Regions from separate parts of the Felis catus genome. Here region 1 is linked to region 2. Evidence: chromatin contacts called from public Hi-C data. All regions are on one chromosome and are shown on one strand. The core of a region is the stretch at or near the end of the contact, and the rest is flanking DNA. Distances in the headings are between cores, read along the strand shown.

Evidence for each region. Hi-C and Micro-C count contacts between places; a contact is called where the count stands out from the background.
Region 1: a Hi-C map of skin fibroblasts shows a contact between it and region 2, with 3 times the contacts expected there. The contact joins the promoter of MRTFA here to the enhancer-like site in region 2. A contact is called at or near these places in 2 of 3 Hi-C or Micro-C datasets (fibroblasts and skin fibroblasts).

The regions. Positions count from the first base shown.
Region 1 is chrB4:133,890,265-133,892,964 of F.catus_Fca126_mat1.0, reverse strand. MRTFA (myocardin-related transcription factor A) reads left to right here and starts at 1,372. Exons shown (of 15, transcript XM_045062419.1): 1 at 1,372-1,489. The coding sequence starts at 1,387.
Region 2 is chrB4:133,696,689-133,699,388 of F.catus_Fca126_mat1.0, reverse strand. All of the region lies in intron 4 of MRTFA (myocardin-related transcription factor A), which reads left to right. All of the region lies in intron 2 of LOC109501809 (a long non-coding RNA gene), which reads right to left. Among named protein-coding and RNA genes, the nearest start is that of SGSM3, 72 kb to the right of the region's middle. Within about 2 kb of position 1,403, at least 6 of the 10 cell types and tissues checked have an H3K27ac peak or open chromatin away from gene starts, as enhancers often do.

The DNA of each region.
Region 1 (2,700 bases), core at 123-2,622, 190 kb before region 2:
GGATTAGGCACGTTCTGTGAAGCTTTAGGAGATGACATTAGAGCCCAGGCTCAGAGATTAGAGGGATGTAAATTATCCATAAGATATATTTGGTTACTTTATATGCACACAGATACAAAATAATTACAATTTAAGTTGTCCAGAAAAAGAGCAGGCATATCTGAGAGGTGGTAAGCTTGCCATGCCTGGGCAGCTGGGAATAGGCATATCACTCTTACCATGACTAATAAAATACGCTTGTGCTTCCTTCTCACCTTTTCATAAAGGCTTTTTCATAAAGGCTGTGTCTAGATAGACATTATCTGGAATGCCCCACCCCCACCTTGTCTTAGGGAAATCTGCCGCACCCCAACAATTTCGAACCAGAGTACTTTTCCTCTGAGGTTCACCTTTGTGTCCTCTTGTTAATCATGACACCTGCGATATGCTGCCTGGCATTGTAATCTCCTCATCACATGACTTAACTCCCTCCAGTTTGGTGAAAGTGCTCCCAGGCCGTAATTATTAATCTTACTGTGAGTATCAGTGTCTTACTCGAGAAATATTTGTTGAAAAAATAATTTTGCAGAAAGGTTTCTTGTCTTGGGGGAAGGTGTGTGACTAAGGGGCCACAAGGATCCTGCTCAACTTCAAGATTCTGTGATCAGCACATGGCACTAAACTTGAAGCTGACTTATAGATGAGTAATTGGGAATACCCAGGGCCACTTTGGCTTTTGCAGCTATTGGAGGAGAGAAGAGAGGGGATTCTCTTCTGCCCTTCCTCTGACAGTTACACCAATAGGCAGTCATGGGAGACCTCTGGGGGAGATCAGGGAATCATAGTTAGAATTTACTCTGGAATGTAAAGTGAGTTGTCCCCTCTCAGTCTCTGTGCCTTGGCACTGCTCCTCCCCAAAGCTGGAAGAATGTCCCAGCTCCTTTCTGTCTCTGGCGACTGTTACTTCTCTCTTCAGCCCTGCTGAGCCACACCATCCCCAGGAGGCTTTCGGGGGAAAGCACTTCCCCCTCTTTTCCATCCGCCAAGATGGGAGTTACTTCTCCTTTTCTGGACTCCCTCCCATTGCGGGGCGAGGGGGAGCAAATGGCCTGCCTGCACCAAGGTACTTCCCACAGCAGACCTCGCTTTACTTTTGTCCCCTTTAAGTCTTCTTTCTCCTTGTGGAAGTCATAGACCAGGTCCATGTGTGGTCTCTGCGCCTAATGCGCCTAATGCAGGAGATCCGCGCAGACACACACACACACACACACACACACACACACACACACACACACACACCCCTTTGCTATATGAGTGGATGCCAGAAAGAGTAGGATACCAGCATTTTAGAATTTTACAATTGCAAGAGCCTTTGGGAGTCACCTAATATCACCCTCCCTTCTACAGATGCTCTTTCTGGAGTCTCCTGAGCGAAGATTTTGGGTTCCTTCAGCCCCTTTTCTTCTCGAGGCCCAAAGCACTTCTGCTGTTGATGATCTCAATATTCTAGGTACGTAGGGAAGGGTAGGTAGATGTCGGTAGCCTCCCTTTTCCCCTAAGGGAAACTGACTCAGAGAAACGAGGGGACGGGCCTCGGTGGCGCGGGGGCTGTAACGGGAATTCAGGGCTCCGGGCCAGTGTGGAATTTATTGTGCCTCCTTTTGGGAAGCGTGAAAGTGAAGTAATCGATTTACGAGCCCCCGGCGGACCCTTTAGCCCCCTAGAAGGATCGAGACGGGTCAGGAGGATTAATGCAGCTAAGAGCTCACGGCATTGACCCCTTGGCAACTTGGCGAGGTCCAGCCGATCCGCCGCCCTTCTCTTGACAGAGTGGCCAATGGGCTTCGGCCTCTTTAAGGCCCCAGCGCCCCGCCTCCGGCTCGTCGCCGACCTCCTCCCACCTCCTCGCCGCAGCTCGGCCAGTTCCAGACTTCCCTTGGCGATGAGGTCATCTTCTCGTTTCCCATTGGCTACGTCTGGCCGTCAGTCACAGGAAGTCCCGCCGCCGTCCTCACCTCCTTCATACCCCTCCCTTCCCGCCCTCCCTTTAGTCCCCTGGTCCCAGCCTCCACAAGGCCTCTGATTGGCCAGCACAGCTGTCACTTTTCCAGCAGGCAGTGTGGGAGGCGGGAGGCGGGTGTGGTGGGAGGGCCCGCAGCTTCCGTGGCTGAGAAGAGCCGGCGGCGGCCGTGTCTGTGGTGTCCGAGGCGGCTGCGAGAGCGACCGTTCCATCCTCCTCACCCCTTCGGCTCCGCTCGCCACAGCCCTCCGCTCGCGCAGACTTCTCCCCAGCTCCGTGCGCCCTGGCTAGACGTTGAGCCTCGGGAGGGGAAGAGCGCGGTGGGAGCCGGAGGGGGACCGCCGCCGAGCCCGGGCTGGGAGGAGCGCGAGGCGGTGAGTGAGAGTCCGGGCAGGGGACCCCTCCCCCACCAGCCCCGCCCCGAGCATCCTTTCTCCTGGCGACCCCGCCGCGCGTCCTCGGGGTTGGCCTGGGCGGGCCTCGCAGCCCGGCCCCCAACCCGCCGCTGGTCCCCTCGCCTCTCCCCTCCGGGCCGGGGTCGTCTAGCCAAGGCGGGCGGGGCGGGGCCGTGCACCTGTGAACCGCCTGGCCGGGCAGCGCGGGTCGGGGGTCCGGGGGTCCGGCACCTGCTGCACCCCGGGTGTGTTTTGACTGCAGGGACCCTCTGTCGCACGCTTTCCCCGGGATCTGTGCAGACCCTC
Region 2 (2,700 bases), core at 154-2,653:
CAGTGCTGTGGTTGAGCTGACCTTTCCACATTGCCTGCACTCAGCCCTATGTCCGAGCAGTGTGTGTAATTGAAGCCTCCTTGCCTCCCCATCCAATAGGGTCGTCCTTCTCTACTTTTTGAAGAAGTTAAGAAATCTATCCAGAGGAATGGCAAGAAGTCTGACCTGAGGGTGAGATAGAGTGAAGCTATAACCTCACTTTGTCACTTGCTGGCCTTTCCTACCCTCTGGAGCCTGTCCTTATCTGTAAATTGGATTGTTACCTACCACATGGATGAATCATTAGGAATATAAAAGTAGATAACATGTTTAAAATATCTAGAACAGTGCCTGCCACATAAGTAGGCACTCTATAAATATTCATCTCTCCTTTGCTATTACGTGAAGATTCCCTAACCAAACAGGAAGTCCTGTATATGACAACCAGTTCTCCTGCTTCTTATCCCTATTCGTTGATGCACTCCCCTTCCATCTAGAAATTCTGTGCTTTTGTGAGTTACTTTTCCAGAAATTGGATTTGTGCCTTACCCTTTCGGATGGCCAGTGTAAGTTGTTGAGGCAGCAGGCTAGCCAGGGTTCTAGGTAGATCATCTGTGGCTGTGATACCAAAACTAGCAGGTGTGTGTAGGAATTGAACCCATGATTCAGCTACATCACTGGGTTTGGTGACAGCAGCACCTCACGTTAATGTGTGTGTGCACCACTGGCTTCAGAGCACCCACTTTTATTTGATTCTTACAAGGGTTCCGAGAGGTAGGCAGATTCTCACTCTCCAGAAGAAGAAAAGGAAAACTGGGAAGGAGTCCCCTGTGTCACACCGGTAGTGATTGGTAGAACAGGAAAAGACCACAGACGCCTTGATTTTCTATCCAGGACTTCTATGTTTTGAACCCAGATGAGAACCAAAATTCTGGCTGTTCAAGTGAAAGCTTAGAGTTCCACCACAGACCCGTCTAGCTTTCCTGTCACTACTGTATGCTTTGTTTCCGTTTCTTACAAGAATATTCATTAACTTATCGAATCAATTACATGCTAGGCAATCTAGACACTGGGGATACTGTCAGAAACAAAGGAAATAGACATGCCCTGATGGAACTTGTCCTAATGGTGGGAGGCTGACAATAAACAAGTTAGAAAGATGTGTGCTGTTACTGTAAAGAATGTCACTCGGTGATGAGTGCTATGGAGAGAAATAAGAGAGGAAGCTGGGGGTGGGATGGGGCAGACACTGTGAGTTTTCACTTTGGTTCTTTGTACTTATTGTCTCATCCCTGTAATACGCCCTCTGAGAGTGGTCCATCACACCCCAGTACCAGATTTCTACATGTCAGGGCTTTTGGAGACTGGTTTTGAAGTTGAACCAGCTTTACCCAACGAAAGCAGGTGCAGGAGCTGTCTGCTTACCCACTAAATTGCTCAAGACTACCCCAGATCAGAGCTGGGATAGCCTGGATAGTGCCTTGGAATGCTCTGGTAGGTTGGGGAAGGAGCCTGTGCTGTTTTTTTCTTAGAGATTATTTGTTAAATCTATAGCTCCCCCTGCTGTTAGAAAACAGGGTAGGCTCTTAACTGATTTTTTTTTTTTTTTTTTTTTTTTTAATGATTCTTTTTTATCTTAAGATTTAAGAAAGTTTTGTTTTTTAAATAACTACTGCTGGGACATTTAGATCTTTCTTCTGGGACTGCTGTTGCTGAGGCCCAGCCCCCAGGAGCAGGATGGGGGGAGGAAGCACAAAGGCCCAGGCAGGATAGGGTCATATCTGTGCTCCTGCTACTTTTAGCTTCTCTGTATGCCTGCACTCCTGCCACAGCCAGCAGCCTAGCAAAAGTTATCTCCACACACAGTTTCACAGCTGTTCTGAAATTCTAGGGCAGCAGAAGTGAAACTGACCATGGTCTTGTAAATTTCTCTGCTCTTGCTATTGTTCCCTACTTGAAGTGAGTCAGGCCTTTTCATCCTCTTACCCTCAGGTTGTCCCAACTCCTCATTTGTCTTTATAGCCAAGTGTTTGACATAAAACCGTCTTCATGATGCCACATTTGAGGAGATTTGGTCTTGGTTTGGTCTTGTTTGCTGAGTCGAGAGCTGTGGGCTGTGTGGTGGTAGATTCAGACCACAGTTGAGTCCTCGACAGGGCCTGTAGTGAGCCCTTCTTGTCAGCTGCTGGCTGTGTGCACCAGGGTCAACCAGATAGTCACTGTGAAATTCTTTTAGTCCTTAGAGATGAAATTCAAGGTCATTTTAGCTGAAGTGAAAAAGGAAATGGCACCCAACGAGACCTAGGTCTTTCTGGTTTAACTGCCCTGTTCAGTTTGGTCACTTTGTGAGTCCTAATGAGGTTGAAGGAGTAAGGTGGACCCCACACGCAGCTGTGCTCCTACCAGAGTGAGGTGGGGCCCAGCAGGCATTCTTGGAAGATTGACTGATCAATAAGGATTGTGCAGCTAACAGTCTGGTAACAGGTCCAGGATACTTTTTTTTTTTTTTTTAACATTTATTTATTTATTTTTGAGAGAGAGAGAGAGAGAGAGAGAGAGAGAGAGAGAGAGAGAGAGAGAGAGACAGAGCACAAGCAGGGGAGGGGTAGAGAGAGGAGGGAGACACAGAATCCAAAGCAGACTCCAGGCTGTGAGCTGTCAGCACAGAGCCCGACTTGGGGCCCGAACCCATGAATCATGAGATCATGGCCTGAGCCTAAG